Linked DNA regions of Zea mays: regions 2, 3 and 4 are each linked to region 1. A link is a contact called in public Hi-C data. All regions are on one chromosome and are shown on one strand. Each heading gives the region's core, a stretch centred on a gene start, on an enhancer-like site or on the middle of the called end of the contact. The rest is flanking DNA. Distances are from core to core; before and after follow the strand shown.

Region 1 (5,839 bases), core at 2,428-4,927:
CTGATCCCTGACTTAATCGCGCCCATCAGGCCTTTGCAGCTTTATGCTGATGGGGGTTACCAGCTGAGAATTAGGCGCCTTGAGGGTACCCCTAATTATGGTCCCCGACAGACACGCACCGACACAAGGATGTGGCAGAACGGATCGTGTCGCTGGCGCGGTCCCGGACCGACAAGACTTGTATGGAGCACACGTGGCCGTCTGATACATATTCCAAGAGTTGGTTCATTTTGCCCTAGTTAAGTGAATGAGCTCTATGTATCTAGGGTAGTTTAGACTAGTGAAAGAACCCTATATAAATAGGTGGGAGGGCTGTTGTGCACAACCATCTCTTTGGCTATCTCATTAGACTCTTGTTTAGAAAACCCTATTCTTTCATTTTTCCTAGCTTAGCATGAGATCTGTAGATGTTTTGAACTCCACGTCTGTGTTCTTGTATTCATCATATTGAGGAAGGGTGGCCGTAACCATCTACGGTCCAGCGTTCGTCAAATCATGTGCTCAGTTTGTGGTTGTTGCAGTTTTTTATTTGATTTTGTCTCCACTCTGGATTCCTCTCTTCTCTCTTTGGTTTTTGAGAGAACCTTTGTTTTCTTAAGTTATGGTTTGTGTTGGGGATAGCCTTGGGGTGAAGATCACTTGTTAGGCCACTACAAACATCTAGTTCAAGCAGTTTTTGGTTGTGATCCCAGTTCTATTTTGAGTTCATTTGAGAAAACCCCAAAAAAACCCAATCAAAGTGAGATTCTGAATTTGTTCATGGAGTTTTGATATGTTCTAGTTCAGCTCCATGAAACATTTTCTTTTCCTCTATGCTCAATGCCTACAAAATTTGAGAGGATTCTGTGCAGATTTTGAGGTGCGACACTCCCGCCCATCTATGTGGCACTGCGGCGCTCCGACACTGTCGGTCAACAGAGCGGCACTTCCGCTCATGCCGTTCTGAGCTTTTGATTCTGGTTTTCTACAGACAGTTGTGCTGTTTTTTCTCTAGCATTTTGGTGCAGTCAATTGACACTAGATTGATTTGCATAGTACCTCACTGCTTTTGGAGTCCCATGGGGTTTTGGGTTGAAATTTGGGATCAAGTCATTATGCTATCATGTAGAGAAAAATTTGTGGCTCCCATTCACTCCCCTCTGGTCCTTCAGACTTAAGTCTAATGCTTTGCAGTGCACCAGATTAATTACGCGGAGAGCATGTTTTTTGGGCTCAGAAGGCTTGCCACACCGGACCAGTCCGTTGTGCAATAGTGGTTCACCGGATCGATTATGTAGAGGGCTTATTTCTGGAAGAAGATTAAGGTGCAAACAGTTGGTGCACCGGACCTTCAGGACTATGGTCGGATTCAGATATCCAACGGTCGAGCTGATGTTGCACCGAAGTAGCAGGGTCCACGTCACACCTAACATCCTATTTAGAGAGGCCACTAAAATGGTAGTCTGACAGTGGTCTGGTGTGCACTGAACCAAGCACCACTCACGGGCCAGTGCACCCAAATTCAGTGAAGTTTTTACGAGATGGTTTTAATGTCTATTTGGTTGGTTGGGGCTATAAATACATGCTAACTAGCTCATTCAATAAAAAGAACCGAGTAGTAACTCTAATACACTAGAGCAACACTCCAAGTGATCGAAGCCTCCCTAGTGCCATGAAAGAGTGAATTGAGCATAAAGATAGCCATTCACATGTGAATTGTGATAGAACCTTATGAGAGTGCTAAAGAGAAGAGTATGTGTTGTGTTCTTGATTCTTGGTACAAGGCACCCATCCATTGTAAAACTAACAAGAGCCTTCAATGTGTGAAGCTCCTTGAGGAGACTTCAGTCTCTCGATTGAAAAATCAATAGGGAACTCAAGTTCAACGTTGATGATCACTTGAGTGAGGAAAGGGTTGAAAGATACCCAGTCCTTATCAGGGACTCCTCAATAGAGACTTATGTTTTGTTTGGAAACCGAACTCCGGTAAATAAATTGTCGTGTCTCTATTATGTTCTTTCCATTGCAATTTATTTTACTCATTTCCTCCCTAAGTTCTCTTGCGATTGATTCTCTTTATACATTCTTTTGTTGCTTAAATTTAAAATCCTTATATTCAAAAGAGCAACTACGTAGAAGAACTTCTCCCCTCACTCCGATTAACTCATATCTTATTCTAACCTCTAAATTGGGATCATTTTTGTGTTTAAGTGATAAATTTTAGGTTTTGCGTATTCACCCCCTCTAGACAACTTGTACCATCTCTAACTATGCATTGGCTCCTCATCCCACACTATATGTTGTCAAGGGATTTGAGTGATCTAAAGCCACCATAATGGTGAGTGAATCACAATGGTCTTGATTGTATGACATCTACACTATTGAACGTCTAGGATGAACCAAACGTCGTAGATGGCAAGATTGCCTAGCTTGCTTGTGGCAAATTGCAAGGCACCAAATGTGAATTTGTCTCCTGATGCAAATGTCATGGATGTCATCAACTCTTGCTTGATATTTGTGAGCCGCTGCCTCACACACCAAGTGTCAACGACTGTTCGACAGTAATTAACGAGATATGTCACGAGATCAAAATTTGAAGGTTATAGCACGAGAGACACAATGGTTTAGATAGGTTCGAGCTCTCAATATGAATGCACTATACCTTGTATGTGGTGGTCTATTGTATCTTGATCTTCAAGGGTTCCTCCTCTCCTTTTATATCCTAAGAAGGGAAGATGATTACATGGGAGACACCAAACTAGTTACCAAGTTCATGAATGAATCAAGTCAATTACCAAGTAATACATGAGTCTACCTCTATGTTTACAAGTTTGTCTCTTACTCACTCAAGATGCTTTCCATATTTGATCTTTAGGAAGCCTCTTCTCTACATACCTTCCTTAGGGGCTTATAGGCGAGTCATGGATCCATCCATTAGGACTTCTTTAGTAGGCTTAGTTGGACATCCATAGTACATATCATTTACAAGGATAATATAGATGGATAGAAATACAAAGACGACGCACATTTGTTGGATCTACTTTAGATGGTTATACACACATGAGAATAGATCTTCTGCAGTTAATTATATTGAGGTAACCATGTAATTAATTGAGATGACACATTCAATTAAAATCCAATAATGATTATTATTTTGGGGTCTTTGGTAGGGCTTTTCGAAGGTGGCTTATGCTCTGGATGCACTAATATTTAGTGAAGTCGTACCAAATAATATTTTTTGAAATGGGTTCATGTGAAGACCACTTCTCTCGTTTGTGTTAGTAGGGGAAGCAAAAAAAAAAGTTTAACCAACTTTAGCTCTCACATATTTTACAAAGACCATTCCACTATTGATTGATTTTGTCTTTCGATCCACATGCACAATAGTTGTGATTGACTATATTATTAATGTAACTAGACATCTGTATGACTAATGTAACTAGACAATTTTTTAAAAATAACATAGAAATTGTTTTACCGTTTTGTATTCTTTAAATTCTTAAAAAACAGTTTTAACAGAGAAGTCAGATCTAAAAGTATTTTTAGAAAAGACAAAGCTTTATTAAAGAAGATCTTAGATGGAAGAAGGTAAACTTAAAACTATACTTAAAATTATTACTAAGTTTTAGATAGTACGGATTAAATATAACCGTCAGATTTATTTGGACGTGCTGGATTGATCGATACCAACTTCTAACAGATTGATATGTTCCGTATATACCCACCCGACCACCCACCCCGCCGCTATCCCCAATATATCCCCACTCTTCGCCTCCTTTCTGGAGCAGCTAGGGTTCCGTCCTCGATCCGATCCGCCGAGTGCACACCACCTTTCCCCACTCCGATCGAATCGATGGCCGCCGAGGGCGAGAAGAAGATGATAACCCTCAAAAGCTCCGATGGCGAGGAGTTCGAGGTGGAAGAGGCGGTGGCGATGGAGTCGCAGACCATCCGCCACATGATCGAGGATGACTGCGCCGACAACGGTATCCCTCTTCCTAACGTCAACTCCAAGATCCTATCCAAGGTAATCGAGTACTGCAACAAGCACGTACATGCCGCCGCCGCCGCCGCCGCCGCCTCGAAGGCCGGTTCCGACGACGTGGGTGCCGCCTCCGCCAACAGCACCGCCGCCTCCGGTGAGGACCTCAAGAACTGGGATGCGGACTTCGTCAAGGTCGACCAGGCCACGCTTTTCGACCTCATCTTGGTAAAGGATCCTACCTCCAATTTGTCTATTTGTATTGGAGCCATATATTAGATCTATGCTCGGCTAGGGTTTGGAAGTTTACATACAGATCTGCATTGGATTTGTTCGTGGTTGATAGATGTTTATCATGTGCTGATTTCATAGAATCTGTGGCTATTTGATTGTAACGTAATGTTTTTATTCTGTTGATTGCATAGACTCTGCCTATTTGATTGTAACTTGTTTGTGGTTGATAGCTGTTTTTATCTCCTGCTGATTTGTGGCTGTTGGATTGTAACCTGATTATGTATGATGGTAAATTGGGTTATGAAGTGTATTATTGCTGTATCACAGAAAGGTTATGTTTTTATGAAGACAAATTACATCTGAAAGGATTAGTATTTGAAGCTGTAGTAGGTTTATGATTATATAATTGCTTTTGTTGCCATCTAATCGTAAGAATTGTTATCTATACGATGCTTAATCTTCATTACATGTTATCTTTGTCATTGTGGATGTCTAAATTTTCTGAAGTTTTGTGCTTATATGGTGCCATCCTTGTATTTTTGTGGTGACATCATTATTTTGAGAGATGATATATGATATTATGCATTGATTTCTATAATGATCTTCCTGTTTCTATATACACACAATGCTCTCTAGCTGCAGTATCTTTCCCTCTTTTATTAATGCAGAGTTATGTTCTCGCAGTGTGGTAGAAATTCTTAAATAGTGGGGTTTGTATTGCAAACGGTTGATTGGAATACCTGTCTGTCTCCTTTTTTGTGCATATGGCTATGATATCCTTGTCTTGCAAGTGGTTGATTGAAGTACATGTGTTGTGGACTCTCTCCTCGGGCGCCAGTACCAGCGACGCAACCGTGGCTTTGTGGGGGGGGGGGGGAGGTTAGCTGTTGCTAGTTTGTTTCAGTTAGTAGATGAGAATAACAGGGAGTCATCCTTATCCCTGTTTAGTTAGCAATGGGCTTATCCTAATTAGTTAGCGAGTCATATTTACCCCTGGTTAGATTGGGCTTATCCCAATTTGTTAGTAGATGAGCTCCTGATCTATAAAAGGGGCTTTAGCATGTACCTAGGAAATCATCGAAGAAGTAAAGTCTCCCCAGTTGAGTGGGACTTCTTCGGTCACCCTGGCCAGCATTCAGTATGGCCGTGGTGACAGCAGCAGTACCACTTCCAGTCGAGCCCCATATCCACTCGATTCCATCCTTCAATCTCATCTGCTGCTACACTCCTCTACACACACCATGGTGGCAACGTCATATCAATTTGATATCAGAGACCAACTACGCATTGACCTCCATGTACGTGAGAAAATTCAAGATTTGACACCTAATTCTCATGCCTTTCAAGATTTGACACCCTGGCTCACATGTCATTGTGATAGGGGTGTAAAATCATTGGCGACCAAAAAATCATTGTCGGCTATAGTTAGGTCACAGCACCATTGATGGCCTTGATGAAATGCGAGGTGTTCTGTTGGACGGACGAAGCAGAAGAGGCCTTCAAGCATCTCAAACAGGCCCTGATGACCGTCCCCTTGGTGCAGAAGCCAGACATGGAGCGCCGCTTCATCATTGACTGCGACACATCGGACGCAGGGTTTGGTGTGGTTCTGCATCAATGGCACCTCAACACCAGAAACTGCCG
Region 2 (5,839 bases), core at 2,090-4,589, 230 kb before region 1:
GACAGGGCACTGTTCATTGTCTCGTGTCTGCCACGTCAGCCGACCATTGGGGTCTATAGCAATCGACTGTTGGATCCGACCGCTACCCAGACTATCTGATGCACACCGGACAATCTGGTGCCCTGGCCATGTCGGCCGACCATTGAGGTCTGCGGCAGTCGACCGTTGGATCTGACCATTGCCAGACTGTCCGATGCACACCGAACAATCTGGTGCCACAGCTCGAGAGAGCCCATCGTGGTCCTCTCTTCGTAGACTGCCAGGTGTCCCACCGGACAATCCGGTGCACACCGGACATGTGACTGTTCACTGTGCAGTGTACCACCATTGTGTTGGCCGACTGCCCTTTTCTTGGATATCTTCGCTGATTCTTTTGGGCTTCTTTTGTTCTTGAGTCTTGGACTTCTCTACTTCTTTTTATGTTTTCTTTTGAGGTGTTGCATCCTCATTGCCTTAGTCCAATCTTCTTTGCATCATGTGAACTATAATCATAAACACTAGCAAACATATTAGTCCATAGGTTGTGTTGAATAGATTCCTCGGGGTATTTAGAACTTATCCAAAGAGTAGAACTATTGGTAGTTCATCTATTCCATGTTTTACCCCTATTTGGTTGGAACTGAGCTAATTGTGACTTAGAAACTAGACCGTTGATCTTATGAACTTGTGAATCAGAGACTAGGCAAACTAGTTAGTCCGAATGGTTGTGAAGGTCATCAAGCACCAAAATATAAGAAATGGTTTAAGGCCATTTCCCTTTCATGTCCTTTATGGACTCCTCAACGGGGATTAGATTCTTGGTGAACCGAACCTCGGTAAAACAAATCACCCGTGTCACTTGTGTTTATTGCTTGTGATTTGTTTGTCTTCTCCCTCTCTAAGTTCTCTTGCACTATGCTTTGTTGATATTGCTTTGTGTTGCTTCAAGTTAAATTCTCATATATATAAGCAACACCTTGCAAGAAAGAACTTGTGATTTTCCTCTTCTTATCTAAGCCCTCTTGCTTTATTCTCCATAGATATTTTAGTTGTGTTGCTTTGTGTTAATTCCTCATTCTTTGAAAGCAATACTTTTGCAAGCAAAGAACTTAGTTTTATACTCTAATAATTGTTCATCTTGTTCTAACCGCTAATCAAGGGATCAAGGGTTGTGTTAAAGTTGTAAAATTCAGGTTTCGCCTATTCACTCCCCCTCTAGGTGACTTTCAGCTATAAATGCGGTGACCCCAACCACTTCATCGCTAGCTGCCCCAAGAAGGGCAAGCCAGAGGCTGGCCAACATGACCATCACTCCGGTCAGTGACCTTGGAAGCTTCATTGATTAGAGTAATCATGGTTCTAGTTATGATAATGATAATGATGGAATGAATCTTGGAGAAGTTATGTTTCCATGGGATGATAATTCTGAGATAATGCTGAAACTTGACTTATGCTAACTTTAATAACCTGATGAACTAAAATCAACTGATGTTAGACAGCCCCACATAAAGCTAGTCCACCTTAGCCAAACAGGGCACTTGTTGAGTATGTCGTGTACTCACCATTGCTTTCATACAAACATTAGGTTGCCTCGGTGCAACCCTTGCTCAGATGAAGAAGATGCCGTTGGAGTAGATTTCCAAGAGTTCCAAGACTACAATGAGTTTGAGGACTAAGCTAGTGATCTCCCCTAGTCAGGTGCCTATGGAGGCTCAAGTTATCTTAGTTTAAATTTCCACATGAGCATGTTGAACTATGTGATGTTTAAGACAATGGCCTGTAATACAATTTAATAAACTTATTTTCGAGCATTGTGCAATTGTATGACATTTATGTAATTGTTGTGAACGCGATTTTGATCCTGGCATGTACATGGTTTACATTCTATTTGCCTTCTTAAACCGGGTGTGATAAGTGTTGTGCCCATCATGAATGTCAGGGTCATAGATTACACATATCCTAGTATTTAATGTGCCTCTACTGAGGTTACCCTTTGGTAACTTAATGAGCCATACCCTCCTCTAAGGTAGGTATTAATGTCTTGTCATGAGCTTCTGCGTCGTATCCACATTGTCCACATATGATAGGCTAATGATGCTCTTCCCTCTGTCTCATCGTACCTCCTAGTATGTCGTGCACACATTACTAGGGTCTTAGGATTGCGACACGCCTGACTTAGAGCCCTCAAGTGCTCTGTAGGTAAGGTAGTGTGTTTCAAGCCATGTAGTGTCACATGTCCCACATTTAATGTGTTGTACCTTTATATTTGTCTATTACAATATTGCTTTATGACACTCCTTGGTCCCATATGGCCCCAACGGGTCCCTATTATTCATACGACCCTTGGTAATCCAAGTGTATTGCCATATCCACACCCCAAGGCGTGAGAGGCCCTGCGATCTTATTCAATAGGTGCCCAAAGCACAAAGGTCCTTGGAGGCTTATATGTTAGGTGCCCAAGGCATGAGGAGCCTTGGGGATTATCCACTAGGTGCCATGAGGTGCGAGGGGTCTCGAGAGCTTATATGTTAGGCGCCCTCGGACGTGAGAGGCTTTGAGGTATTATCCACTAGGAGCCCTGGAGCGTGAGAGGACACGAGATCTTTTTACTTGTCCTATGAAGCGCATGTCCAGAGTCTTATCTGTTAGGTGTCTCGAGGCTCAAGAGGCCCTAAGCTATTATCTCCTAGGTGCCCCGGGACATGAGGGTATAGAGAGTTTATCCGTTAGGTGTCCTAGAACGCGATGAGCTTCGAGGGCTTATCTCCCGGCCGCACCGAGGCATATATGAAGTATAAGGGCTAAGTCAATAATCAACTTAGATGCGTGGGACCTTTTGATCAGAATCTTTGACCACGTCTTGGCAATAAGGATATATCTTTCTCTATATATACACTCACTAGTGATAAAAATAACATAGAAAAAGGTAAACTTCAAATTTAATTACACTTTATATGCTGCCCCTGGATAAACAATGGAACTAGCAAGGACCTGTAGCGACAGTGGCTTGCGTAACGCTCATACACTGCTCGTGCATGTAGCGTCATCGACTGTTTGCGACAATATACCTAGTGGTGAAATTTTATTTTTGTGAAATTGACTACAAAAGGTGTATTTAACAATGAGCTTAGCCAAAAACTTATATATACATATCGACCCATATGTTTATTAATTTGATGAAATCCACTGGACAATGCATAGCATAGTCGTTATTAGTCATTTAAAAAGTTATAAGCATCACTAATATTCTTTTATCACAGCACTTTCCAAAAGGCAAGAGAACACACGATTCCTAGCTATAGTTCCCACATCAAAGCCCAGCTCATTAAGACCCAACCCGACCAAGCAGACCGCGTCTCGCGCCCACACCAACCCCCTCCGACCGCACCAATCTCCGCCCCCGCATTCTGTCGAACACCTCGTCTTCGCTCGCACCGACCCCACCGCACCGCACCTCCACCAACAACACCACCAGTCCACCACCACCCACCTCCCACATGTGCACACGCGCCCACCTCCCGTCCACCACCGCTATATATCCCGGCGCCCCTTCCTCCCTCCCCCGTCCTTCCCTCCGCCTCCGCCTCCGCCCCCGCCCCCGCCCACGCCCACTCCTCGCTGCCACCACTCCTGTCACCTCTTCCCGCGCCGACGCAGCCGCCATGGACCCCGTCGCCACATGGGGGCTAACCCCGCTCGCGGGCGCCGACCCGGAGATCTACGACCTCCTGGAGCGCGAGAAGCGGCGCCAGCGTCGCGGCATCGAGCTCATCGCCTCCGAGAACTTCACCTCCTTCGCCGTCATGGAGGCGCTCGGCTCCGCGCTCACTAACAAGTACTCCGAGGGCATGCCCGGCGCCCGCTACTACGGCGGCAACGACGTCATCGACGAGATCGAGAACCTCTGCCGGTCACGCGCGCTCGCTGCCTTCCACCTTGACGCCGCGTCCTGGGGCGTCAACGTGCAGCCCTACTCGGGCTCCCCCGCCAACTTCGCCGCCTACACCGCGCTGCTCAACCCGCACGACCGGATCATGGGGCTCGACCTTCCCTCCGGCGGACACCTCACTCACGGGTACTACACGGCCGGCGGTAAGAAGATCTCCGCCACCTCGATCTACTTTGAGAGCCTGCCGTACAAGGTGAGCGCCGCAACGGGGTACATCGACTACGAGAAGCTCGAGGAGAAGGCACTTGACTTCCGCCCCAAGCTCATCATCTGCGGTGGCAGTGCGTACCCGAGGGACTGGGATTACGCCAAGCTCAGGGCCGTCGCCGACAAGGTCGGGGCCCTGCTGCTCTGCGACATGGCGCACATCAGCGGGCTCGTCGCCGCGCAGGTACAACATTCATTGATTACAACAATCTCGATTAACCAGTTAGTTCCATGAAATTGGATCTTTATGTTGTGCAGTCCTGTTGAAATGGCGATGGATGGTACATGTGGTGGTTTAGATTCTACTTGGGATCTAATTTAGGCAATTAATTCTGGTGGCCGATCGAAATGTTGGATTGTTTAACTGAATATTATAGATCTGAGTGTTTATGAATATTTATATGGATGCTGTATGTCTGTCGTTTTGTGCATCACCTTGGATTGTTTAATCACATAATATAGATCTGAGTGTTTTGCAAGTTAAATGATTTAGGAACATTTTATATGGATGCTTGCTGTCTGTCGTTTTTTACATTGCCTTGTTTTGTATATACCAAAATGTGGCTTGCAGTCATGGAAATGGATATTTTTGGCTTGCTTTAGTTCGTGTAAAAATATATTCCTTTGATGGTGATAGATCTGCTGTTCCATTTATTTTGGTGTTTTGGATTATTCTCAATGGATATGAACCTGTGTACTCAGATAGTCACCGTACCAATTGAAACCTTTGCACGAGGTCTTAACAATTTTTACTCTTTGACGACAATATATAAGAGAACTCGTGCTTAGTGTGCTTTAGCAAATCACACTGCGCATCTTTGTGTACATTATTGCTTATCAAATTTGGGTCCATGCATGTTAACGTCACAGTAGTGCCCACTTCTGTTATGCAATGATCATGCATATATAAGCAATCCATAGTGGAATCTAATAAGCAATATGCTGTAATATGAGACATACAGATTTCTAACTCAACTTTGGTGTGTAGACTGAGCTACTGCACTATTTTAGGGTCATAGTACAGAAGTGACATGATTTCGCTAATTCTTTTGTATCGTCCTTTGGGTACTGGAGTCGGGAGGCACTTAGATAATGTATTATTCTAGGGCCATAGTACAGAAGGTGATATTATTTGTTTTTTTGAGCTCTGGAGTCCGGAGGAGATCTGAAGAGACTATTCATTGCAAATGTTTAGTTAGTTGAATAATCTATGTTAAAAAAAATCTCACTATTTGCCTTACTCCATTTCAGGAAGCTGCAAATCCTTTTGAATATTGTGATGTGGTTACCACAACCACGCACAAGTCCCTCAGAGGGCCAAGGGCTGGCATGATCTTCTACAGGAAAGGCCCTAAGCCCCCCAAGAAGGGCCAGCCTGAGGGTGCTGTTTATGATTACGAAGACAAGATCAACTTTGCAGTGTTCCCATCTCTCCAAGGTGGCCCTCACAACCACCAGATTGCTGCACTTGCTGTTGCTCTACAGCAAACTATGTCGCCTGGCTTCAAGGCCTATGCAAAGCAAGTGAAGGCCAATGCTGTTGCAATTGGAAACTATCTCATGAGCAAGGGCTACAAGATGGTGACTGATGGAACTGAGAACCACCTTGTTCTCTGGGATCTCCGCCCCCTTGGCTTGACTGGTATGCAAATTAACATCTAACTGGGCTTCATTTTCAAGGGGCCAAACTATAACTTGTTTTAC
Region 3 (5,839 bases), core at 2,080-4,579, 190 kb before region 1:
TAGTGCCCCAATCAAGAATCTTCCTAGCGCTACACAAAGAGAGAGTAAAGGCGGATAGCATGAGAGGTCCCTTACCGATGGCCATGTGGCGTAGATCCCTACCCATGGCGTACTAGTTCCACGGTGGCACTCCTACTCTGGCGAGCAATTCCCTTCCTCTCCATCACTCTCAGCGCTCATAACCACCATGAATACGACCGGTGCACACCGGAGACTCCCCTAGCCACATCTTGCTCTATGATTGATCGCATAGGCAAAGAATGACGGCGGCGACACAAATCCCTCTCTTCTCTCACGACGACACTCTTTGTGTGGCTCTTAGGGTAGCTTCTTTGGCATGGCTTACGGAATACGGACGAGATGGGCGAGGCGATCACTGGCCTAAATTTATACCCTGGTCCAAGGGTTGTTACGACCTTCAGTTGGTAGCAAGGTTGGTTGCAATCGACAAACTCTGCTTGAGATCGTTGGGACGAAGGTTTTGGCGAACCTGGTCCCCCTCCCAACGAGGCCAGAGGTCCTTGTACTCGTGTGCAAGAGTGAAATCCGACATCACGGTCCCACAGACCAGCGAGACAACACACCCACTCTTGTTCACCTTGTGCCGACAACTTGGGCCCATATGTCACTGGCCGATGGGAGGTGCTACGTGACTGGTCGGGTGGGCCCGCTCTCAGGGGACCAGCGCAGTGTAGATGTTGGGCCGCCCAGCATGAGAAGGGGTGGGGAAAGAAATGGGCCAGCATCGAGGTCTCGACCCAAATGGGTCTTTCTCTTTTCTTTTTCATATTTTAATTTTCTTTTCTGTTTTCATTTCAGATTCCAGTTTTAGATTTTAAATACAAATTTCAAATCCCTTTTAATCTAAGTTGGAGTTTCAACTTCAATCCAAATGAACAAACAAAAATTCCAGCACGAAATGCAAGGTTTCATTTTTTTATTTAATTTATTTATTAATTTATTCATGTCTACAAATGCTTCTAGTTATATATATATAATTCAACTTGAACCATCAAAATTTAAAATTGCCATCTATTTATCTAAAAATAATAATTCCAGAAGTAAGAAAAATCCTTATTAGAAGATATTTTAATTTAAATCTTTTTTGTAGAGTTTTCATAATCCCAAATAGGATTTTGGGTGTTACACTCAAGCGTAGCGTGTCTCCTTGGTACGGATCCAAATAAGTGTTAATAGCATCTACAACACTCCTCTTATATAATTTATCAAGTGGTAATGAAGATAATCGAATGTCATCTTTTCGGTTTCTTTTCAATTATTGAGAGAGATACTGTAGCAGATAACTAAGAATTTGTTTAATATGTGGTGTCTACTTTTGTTAGATTATATTTGATTGATCTTCTTTACTCTTCCCTCCGCATATCTTCTCCCACACGACGGCAACCAGCCAACCACCTAGTATATGCCTTTTGCCACCATGAGTGGCAGGGGCGAAGCTGAATTGTGGTTGGGGGTGCAAATGCACCTTAAAAAATTCAAAATCTGCTAGAATTTCATCATATGCACGTATATAATAAATTCGTATGCTTCTATAAGGTGGTAAATGCAATTTCCTTTAAAACTTGTTCTACCTTCGCCACTTGTGAGTAGCATATGGCCTTTTACCACTATGAGGTGATGCTAGTGACACATAGTTAACGATTTATATAAATAACAGGTGGTGAAACAGCGCCTTTGAACCGTTCGACCAACAAACCCACTCTGATTTTATTTGGGTAAACATACGACTATACGAGAGCAGCTACTTTTTGTGTTGCTAGCTAGTTGCTTTTCAGCAGCATATCACCTCCACATCGGCACAACAGCCAGCGACGTCTTCACTCCACTACGCCCTAAATAATGCGTTGGTGCTCACTGCATTGTCAGTCTATGATCAACTTATCCAATGTATCTCTTATTTCAAATTTCAAGTCTATAATATAAAATAACGGTTTGTATGATTTTATATACGATCTTAATATAAAATAGTGTTTTTATGGTCATATATATGATCTCCTATTTCAAGTTAGATCATGTAAATAATATAGTCTACAGTATAAAACAAAACAGTGATTTGTATGAGCATATACATGATCGGCTGAAAACAGTCCTTGAAAATTAGCAGTAACTGGCTTATACCAGTGTAAACTGGCCAATGTCGGCATGCACAAGAATATCTATCTACAGTCACGTAGTTGACCAATTCCGGAGTGCCAGCTGCAGCAGACAAGAGTCAATTTCTTGTCAGGGCCTCAGGGTCCCAACTGTGCGCGCTCTCTGGCAGTCTGAACTTTTCTTAAAAAAAAACACTTTTGCAGCTTGTCGGTGCATCCATGTGACGATGTGAGGCCTACGGATGGTTGGTTGAATGCACAGCATTTTCAGCACCAGACCAGGCATGCTGAAAGGCAGGCATATTTCCTGAGGTGGCTCATTCAACACAGCGCATTGGGGAGACGAACTGAGCTATGTATTGGTTAATTTTCTTAAAAAAAATATCACCTCATCAGTTGCATATTCCCCAAAAACATTTTTTTTGAAGAATCTGAAAGCTCAATGAAGTCTCTCCGGTAATCTGTAGCATTGCTCATCAACATCTTGCACACGAGATTCATCCATTAGTATTAGTGCTTCATTACTACACTTACTAAATATCCCGGCAAAGGAGGAAGGACGACCAAGAAAAAAAAAGAGGAAGAAAGAAAAAAGAAGAAGACAGAATAAAATACACTTCATTTAGTAAGCATTTGCAGCAACACCGCCCTGCAGCGTCGAAGGAGCGAGGAGCAGCAGCCCCACACCCACTTCCCTTTGCAAGGCGACGGAGCAAGCAAAGCAAGAGCCTAGGGATCCGCGTCCCTGCACCTGGTGATGCTCTCGCAGCCCCGGGTGTAGGGGTTGGCGGTGGTCGAGATCCGGCAGTTGTAGTAGGGCACCCCGGTCCTGGAGCACGGCACCACGTCGCCCCGCAGGGCGTCGTAGCTGATGTACCTCCGCCCCGTGGTCGCCTCCCACAGCAGCCGCCGGTGCGCCTCCGAGTCCATCTCCAGCTCCGCCGCCTCCATGCCGACGCAGTGGCCTCCTCTCCCGTGCAGGACGAGCAGCAGCAGGAGGAGGAGTGGCGCTGCTGCCCACGCCCTTGGGAGCAAGATCGGCTTGGTGGTTGCCGGCATTGTGTTGTGAGAGACTGGCTGACTGAGATCTCTCTAGCTCTTTCTTTTCTTGTTCAGAGTGCCATGGCGCTTCTCTCTCTCTCTGCACTGGATCTTTGCTGTTTCTTGATGGAGGGAACAGGGAAGCACTGCACTGAGATCTATCCGAGTTTTAGTGGAGGAGGCCCGAGGGGAGGGTGAAGCTTAAATGCGGTGTCGGACAGCCAGTTGTTGTTGACAGCAGCCGCTGCCTCCTGCTGCTGAGCGAGCGAGGGAATATCTCAAATGGGGAGAGGATGAGGTTTCCTTCAAATGTTACTTTTACCACGACCGAATGGTTTGTACTAACTGGAACTTTTCTGAAATTGTTTTCTTATCGAAAGTTCAGAGAAGCGGCTATTCCTCAGGTGCCGTGCCATCATGGGGTTTTGGCAGCTCATGTGGTCACGATGCCTGCCTGGCACAAGCTTTGGATATCATGTCACTTGACAGTGCCCTCAATATGGACAGGAATGGAGTCCAAGTTGTTTTCTCCTCCGTCCCACCGTTCCAAAGCAACTTATCTCGTTTCTTGATGACTTAAATCATTTTAAATCTAAGTAAGTTTATTTTAAAAATAATGTTAATGGTACCTAATAATAGTGTAGTGTTTGGCTGCATGAGTAAGCAGCAGCTGCCCGCCTGCTGCTGCTATTGATCTGAGAGACAAGAGAAGCACACTTAGCAGCGGCAGTTTCTTACACTGCAGATTGTAATGTTTACTTAGTGAAGTTTGAAATAAAAGATGTGATGTTACTGTCTTCAGCAGATCATACATATAGTTGCGCAAATATTGTTTTGCATTGTAAACTGTATTATTAACGTAATGAAGTTTGAAATAGAAATACTATAGTTGTGCAAAATATTGTTTTCACTACAACCATATTGTTCACATAATAAAGTTTAAAATAAAAAATTGAGATAAGATATATGTATTATTCATATAATAAAGTTTAAAATAAAAGATGAGATAAGAAACAGGTAAACTGCTGCTGGAGACATGCAGTGCTGTCATGGCTGCTGCTGCATCCCTTGTGGTAGAATAACTGCCCAGCAGTGCTGCAACCGGAAGCCCAATAGGCCTATCAGATTTATGCTTTCAAACTAAACTAATTTGAAGGTACAAATGCTGATACAACTCATTTCATTCCAAAATAATGTCGTTCTAGATTAGCAAAATGCCCAGTTATTTTGGGACCATAAAATTATGTCACACGTCCTCTGCGTTGATAGGCTGATGCTATTGTGTACTAGTGTAAGATGACATAACTTACAAAAAAAAACTTGTAGGGCACGTCCAAGCTTCCCTCCAAAAAGCAAACTTGAGATGAAGATGTATATGCATGTACATAACAGCCAGCCATATATACAAATCTAGAGAAAAGAACTGCAGCTCCTCTTTTCAGCTGGCTTCATCTATCCACAACCACAAAGGCTGTAGGAGCTTTCTGTAGCAGTTTCTTCAGCTATCCGATAACTTGAAGATCTCGTCCACATAATCCTCGACGTCCCAGAGGAAGGAACCGAATGCGATGGCTTCAAGCAGTAGTCTTTTCAGGGATGAAGGATCAAGTATAACCGCTTCATCATTCTCCTGGGAGAGTTCCATGTCGCCCCCAAAAAGAGCCCAGCTGTGCCTCTCGATGAGATTAGAAGCTTCCGATGAGCGCAGCTTCGCGCAAAGCTGCAAGGTCTTTGGATCGAATCCCATTATGTAGCCCCTCAAGTCGTGTGGGTTGACCACAGAACTTGGTCTCAAAGAAGACGAAGCTTCACTAGAGCCTCCAATGGCCCCTTCCTGCTCTTGTTTATTTGTGAGTTGAGCATTCAGAAATTGAATCGGAGGCACTCCTTCTGAGCGAGTGAGGGTCAGCTCCAATCGATGCCTGATGCTGACAGATTTCAGGAAGTATCCGTACATTATTGAAGCAGAATATATCCGAACAAATTGCAGTCTTTTAATGCGAAGTGTTGAACGATTGATCTTGGGACCATTTCTGTGCACCCATCTGATAATGCTGGTCAAGTGTTCCCTAATTAGCTCTAGCACCTCAGGTCCATGAATGGATTCAAGATCTGTCTCCCTTGGTGGCCATAACTGTAACCTTCTGTTGCTTATGAGTTTCGATAGATTGGGAACCATTGGAACTTCAATCTTAAAAAACTTATAAACAATCAACATGTACATGACGTCCTCAATAGCTCTCTGACACTCGTGTTCCTTGAGTTCAGCAATCCTCCTATTTGTCGAGTTTCCAACAAACTAGTTAGCTACAGAATATAATACTAAAACCCAAAAGAGCAAACCATTTATCAAGTGCAATAGGAAGGATTTTCAGGTTTTGTTACTATTTGCCATGTCGGGGCATCCTCTTGATATGAGCCTTAACGATTGCGAGCAAGATTCTATGCATTATTACACACAACAATAACAAGAATACTACCCAAATAATATGAATCCACACCCATCATCCTTTCATTTGGTCCACAATTTTAGATTAAAAAAACTCGGCCAGGGTCCCGGTATTATATTAAGAGACCGAAACATGGTCCTGGCCAATAAAATTCCCAAACCTTGGCCCCCCATCACTGTCGGGTTGTCACCGCCCACTCTGCAACGGTCCAGCCGTTGCATGCAAGACATAACC
Region 4 (5,839 bases), core at 1,326-3,825, 150 kb after region 1:
TCAAATTCAGTTTTTAGCAACAAATTTTGATCGGCTCCCATTCACCCCCTATGGTCGCCTCACCGGTCATTCAATTCGTATCAGAGCCGATTAAGGATTTCTCTTCCCTAATCGGTTCGAAATCCATGAAGGCAACATTGAATGTGGTGTCGACAAGCCACCGTTCTTCGACAGGACCAACCAACCATACCGGAAGGTTCACATGTCTGTGTTTTCCAAATTATTGGGTATCGAGTTTGGAAAATTTGGCTCGTTGTTGCGTTCAATGCTGCAAGTGAACGAATCACTCCAATTCAAGTGGAGTTTCATGATTCGAACAATAAAGCTCGCAACACTTTGTTCTCGTGCCTCTAGCTGGGTCAGTTTGAGCGAGTCGGACATTTGTCTACGGCTCACGAGATCTGGTCCACCCTCGAGAAATTCCAGGAGCGCAATGATCATGCGAAGACCAGAATCTTTAAGATACATCGGCAAGCTTGATACAACAAATAGACTACCTTGTCTTTGGTCATATCAATGTCCGAACTCGACAAAGACATCACAATAATGGTATACTAGAATAAAATAAGAGTGAGATGAGTACGAGGTGGTAGAGAAATATGAAGTGTGAGATATGTGAATGAGTTCAAATACTCCTCTGTTTATAGACCTGTTTTTTTGATTTTTTTTAATTTATGAAATTTAAAATGACACGAAATAGAAAATGTCTCGTGTAAACGGGCAGATGGTACCATTCTAGTGGTGGAGTCGGTATCGACCATAAAGGCGATCAGTGATATACAATTTCGCTATCAAAGGGAGTCACGCCGAGTAGGGGTATAATCGAATTGGATACGGACGGATAATGCTTGTACCATATTTGTTTTCATATTTTTTATTTGGATATAGATATTATGGAGTTGTGTCGGATGAGATTTGAATAGATACCGATATTTTAAATATCCAAATTTAATTATACTGATATAGATATAAATCGGAGATATAGATATAAATCAGATACGATGAGGTACTGAATACTCTTACTCAGACTCGAATACAGATTGGATCTCAGACACAGATCAAATTCGAATACACATACATAATATCTACATCGGTAACGGGGGAGAGAGAGAGAGGGGGAGGGAAAAGACATGTGACATGCCAATAGGCGAAGTGTCTTGTATGTGGCAGGTGTAATGCACAGACATGCAAACTGGCAAATACTAGGATGGAAACAGAGTCCAGGACGTGTGTCAACGACAGTGCCTTGAAAGCATGAACGTATTGTCAACACTCAAGAGAGAGAGAGAGAGAAGGGCTTGAGACGAAAACAAGTTTGTAAAAAAAAAAAACTGGCAATGGCCAACCACTCCATTGGCTACTTTAATTGAAGAAGAGATCGGGCTTGTAGGTACAAGAATTTAAGGACAACAAGAGAAGAGGGCACTTTATGCAACCATTACAGATCGGGTTCTATTTGTTTTTTTAACGATTTAGCGCTAGCTTTTCATTTGTTTTTGTTTGTCATTAAAGACGCATTAGTGCACTTCATCAAGACTTGAATAGGCTGCTGGTGGGATAGTGGGCCATTTCCATCCATGTTGATTGATCTGGCAGTTTTTTTACCCTTGGATTAAAAACCTCAACAATAATGCTAATTAAAATACCTGAATAATTTTATTAAACCGCGCTGGAAAATTGTGGAAAACTGGCATTGCCATGTGCAGAATCAAGAACCGTGAAACCAAGTTCATGACTACTAGTCTACTACCCTGGGGCCACAAAAAAAAAGATGCCAGGACTTGATAATATCTACAGTTGAAGTTGAAGAGCACCAAGCAAGTGCAGAAAAAAAAAAGCTGGATTAATCCAACCATCACCATACTGCTACTAACTGTGAGTCATGGCTACAAACAAGCAGTTTTAGGGCAGGATGAACTCTTCGTCGAATCTGTCCCCCAAATGAACGAATCACGAATATCCCTTCCATCGACAACGAAACGACACGACCAGCTAGACAAGCAAAACCATGGATCCAGGGCGGCGAGCGCTAGCTAGAGGTGGCAGGTGAGGCAGTTGCAGGTGCGCGGGGTGAAGGAGCAGACGCCGAAGGGGCGGTTGGGGATGTTGCAGTTGATGGCGTAGCAGCAGGGCGCCGGGATGCACATCCCGTGCGGGCCCCCGCAGCAGGTGCACACCGCGCACACCTGGAACCGCCCCACCAGCCGCCGCCCGCGCCAGCGCTCCATGCCGCCGTCCAAGAACGTCTTCCTCAGCCGCGGCGTCCACGCCGCCGCCGAATCCGTCGCATTGCCGCCGCCGGTACCAGCCTGCAGTTATTAGCTCATCACACCAAAGGAAGGGGAAGAAAACCGATCCCCACACAGGCGTGAAGGAGAGAGAGAGAGAGATAGGGAGGGAGGGAGCCGTACCTGTTGTGACAAGGCTGGAGGAGCTGGTGCGGCGAGGACGGAGGAGAAGTGGAGGAGGAGGAAGAGGAGGAGGAGGAGGAGAGGGATGGTGGGTGGCCGTGGCGATGAGGAACAGGAAGCCATCTCGTCGTGGCAGGGTGCGCAGACTGTGCAAAGTTGGAGGGAGGAAGCGGGGTTTTGTGGCGAGGCGTGGCATTTATTCGCGCCGAGTCGACCAGAAGCAGACCAGTGCAGTGTGCAGTAGGCCAGCAGCCAGCTGCCAGCTGCGAGCAGGAAGGGGATGCGATGCGATGATGCAGTGCACCGCTGCAGTGGACGTACAGCCGTGTGCTGTGACTCTCTGAGAGCATCTCAAAGTAACCAATACAACTTCCTCTATGACGGTGCTAATTGGTCCACCGGATCATGTATGTTACCGTGTAAAATATTACTGATACCATTCGCTTGAGCTTGCAGTTGCAGCAGCTAGTTTTTTTTTGTCTACGAGGGAAACACTATAGACGCAGTACAGTAGCCACTACCGGAACTGAATAATTTACCGAATGCCGCATATAAATAAGACTCGTAAACTGCGACAGCGTATTATGCCGTGCACTCGGTAAAGTCTTTTACGAGTACTATCTGGTACTCGACAAAGAAAAGTCCTTGTGAGACGACACCTGACGGTAACAAAGACTTTGCTGAATGCCTGCTAGCCTCGCACTTGGCAAAGAAAAGCTTCGGTAGGCCCTACGACAACCTCTGTGTCTAGAGCCACAAACCGGCACTCGGCAAAACGAGATTCTTTGCCGAGTGCCTATCTGCCTGGCACTCGTCAAATGGAGCACCACTGGACCCCTTTGCCAGTCTCTTTGCCGAGTGTACTTGTCACAGAGGTTTTATTAGGTTTCTACACATAGTGCGTCACAACTTTCTCGAAACATTCTCAAATTTTTAACACAACCTCTACATATGATATCATGACATGTGGACAAGTTTCATGATTTTCTGACTAGCGTAAATAATTGTCACCACCATCGCCCCGACCGTCACCACCATCGCCCCGACCGCGGTAAATAATTGTTTTGTATTAAATTTGGATTGGATGTGATTAAATGTGATTAAATTTGGATTGGATTGGATGTGATTAAATGTGATTAAATTTGGATTGGATTAAATTTGGATGCGATTAAATGTGATTAAATTTGGATGTGATTAAATGTGATTAAATTTGGATTGGATACCGATTAAATGTGATTCACGGCCATAGTGCCATTTGTATATCTGTGTGTCGGCCATCGTGCTAATACTTTTTGTTAGGGGCCTTCGTCTTCCGAAGGTCCTCAAAAACATGATTAACAATGTTTTCCAAGTGTAATATATGTACAGGAACCTTCGGACTCGGGATGAAGCTATACACAATATGAAAAGCATGGTCGGCCGAAGGTTGAACCAGCTCCGAAGCTACGCGCAAGGAAGTTTGGCTCAGCGGTAGAAAAAGGAACTGACTTAAAGGGGAAAAGGCTATCTAGTCCTCGTTGGATTGTCCTTAAGTCAATAGTAAACATAAAGGGCATGAATGTAATTTTACACAGGCTGCGTTCTGTGCCTATAAATAGATGAACAGTACCCTCGTACTATTCACGCTGACTTGTATTCGCTCGTGCGCCACACTTGGACTTTTGCCTTCTGTCAAGCCAAAGGTACAAATATAATTCAATATTGTTCACGTTCATTCATGATGATATAATTAAGATATATTAATGATGTCATATGATTATTCATGTTATCTCTCATGTTTCATATGCTACTTCTTTCATTAATATATACTACAATGATGAAGGTACATCCTTCATGACCTTCGTCTGAAGATCATTATATCCTAAGGGAGATAATGCTTCGAAGGACGAAGGGCATTAACCATTAACATTTTGTGTTGCCTTGTTCTTAACTCATAGCATTTAAGAACAAGTCCCCAACATTGGTGCCCACCTTTGGTGTACTCACTTCCACAATCTTCGGCAAAGCATCAACCTTCGTCATGGCGCCGAAGAAGACAACAGCGCCAAGGGCTGCACTGCAGCCACTGGACACAAACCAGGAGACTCTCTCTCTCCGAGAGGCCAGAAGCCAAAAGAGAAAGGCCACCAGTCCAACACTTCAGGAGGAGGAGTTGGACCAGGAGATCTAGGACCTAGAAGTCATTCACCAGCAGGTGCAAAGGAAAAAGGAGAAGATGGCCCGGTTGGCCAACCTTCAGAAGAAAATCGACGAAGCTGCTGAGGAAGTGCGTCATCTTACTCAAGATGATCATGACCGAAGGCCCCAACACAGGGAGCTTCACCAAGAGGGCCCATTCAATGAACATTAATGGTACGATGTTTTTAATCATGGTAGCTTTACTTTTTGTCGGGGACCATAATTAGGGGTACCCTCAAGACGCCTAATTCTCAGCTGGTAACCCCCATCAGCATAAAGCTGCAGAGGCCTGATGGGTGCGATTAAGTCAGGGATCAGTCCATACGAGCGACTCGATCACGCCTCGCCCGAGCCTAGCCTCGGGCAAGGGCAGCCGACCCCGAGGGGTTTCCGTCTCGCCCGAGGCCCCCCTTTTAACGGCGGACACATCTCCGGCTCGCCCGAGGCCTTGCCTTCGCTAAGAAGCAACCCTGACTAAATCGCCGCGCCGACCGACCGAGTCGCAGGAGCATTTAACGCAAAGGTAGCCTGACACCTTTATCCTGACGCGCGCCCCCCGGCAGAGCCGAAGTGACCGCCGTCACTTCGCCGCTCCACTGACCGGTCTGACAGAAGGACAGCGCCGCCTGCGCCACTCCGACTGCAGTGCCACTTGACAGAGTGAGACTGACAGGCAGTCAGGCCTTGCCAAAGGCGCCATAGGGAACTCCGCTCCGCCCGACCCAGGGCTCGGACTCGGGCTAAGCCCCGGAAGACGGCGAACTCTGCTCCGCCCGACCCAGGGCTCGAACTCGGGCTAAGACCCGGAAGACGGCGAACTCCGCTCCGCCCGACCCAGGGCTCGGACTCGGGCTAAGCCCCGGAAGACGGCGAACTCCGCTCCGCCCGACCCAGGGCTCGGACTCGGGCTGAGACCCGGAAGACGGCGAACTCCGCTCCGCCCGACCCAGGGCTCGGACTCGGGCTAAGACCCGGAAGACGGCGAACTCCGCTCCGCCCGACCCAGGGCTCGGACTCGGGCTAAGACCCAGAAGACGGCGAACTCCGCTCCGCCCGACCCAGGGCTCGGACTCGGGCTAAGGCTCGGAAGACGGCGAACTCCGCTCCGCCCGACCCAGGGCTCGGACTCGGGCTCAGCCCCAGAAGACGACGAACTCCGCTTCACCCGACCCCAGGGCTCGGACACCGCCCTGGCCTCTGCCGACGACCTCCGCCTCGCCCGACCCAAGGGCTCGGACTCGGCCTCGGCC

The links. A called contact is a pair of places that touch in the nucleus more often than the background predicts.
Region 2: a contact with region 1 is called in a Hi-C map of tassel, with 1.9 times the contacts expected there. The contact joins the promoter of LOC100192461 here to the promoter of LOC100280388 in region 1. A contact is called at or near these places in 2 of 25 Hi-C or Micro-C datasets (ear and tassel).
Region 3: a contact with region 1 is called in a Hi-C map of endosperm, with 3 times the contacts expected there. The contact joins the promoter of LOC100284310 here to the promoter of LOC100280388 in region 1. A contact is called at or near these places in 9 of 25 Hi-C or Micro-C datasets (bundle sheath, ear, endosperm and 3 more) and 1 of 3 datasets of contacts at active chromatin or transcription factors (seedling).
Region 4: a Hi-C map of endosperm shows a contact between it and region 1, with 2.4 times the contacts expected there. The contact joins the promoter of LOC100276375 here to the promoter of LOC100280388 in region 1. A contact is called at or near these places in 2 of 25 Hi-C or Micro-C datasets (endosperm and tassel).

What each region holds. Positions count from the first base shown.
Region 1 is chr4:22,252,607-22,258,445 of Zm-B73-REFERENCE-NAM-5.0, reverse strand. LOC100280388 reads left to right here and starts at 3,677. Exons shown (of 2, transcript NM_001320553.1): 1 at 3,677-4,189. The coding sequence starts at 3,686.
Region 2 is chr4:22,483,364-22,489,202 of Zm-B73-REFERENCE-NAM-5.0, reverse strand. It overlaps LOC100192461, which reads left to right and starts at 3,339. Exons shown (of 4, transcript NM_001137681.2): 1 at 3,339-4,319; 2 at 5,387-5,777. The coding sequence starts at 3,477.
Region 3 is chr4:22,447,117-22,452,955 of Zm-B73-REFERENCE-NAM-5.0, reverse strand. LOC100284310 (RALFL33) reads right to left here and starts at 3,329. Exons shown (of 1, transcript NM_001157205.2): 1 at 2,597-3,329. The coding sequence starts at 3,173. The coding sequence ends at 2,844. LOC100276521 reads right to left here. Exons shown (of 3, transcript NM_001150287.1): 3 at 4,313-5,431. The coding sequence ends at 4,654.
Region 4 is chr4:22,099,864-22,105,702 of Zm-B73-REFERENCE-NAM-5.0, reverse strand. LOC100276375 reads right to left here and starts at 2,575. Exons shown (of 2, transcript NM_001371566.1): 1 at 2,412-2,575; 2 at 1,781-2,309. The coding sequence starts at 2,534. The coding sequence ends at 2,034.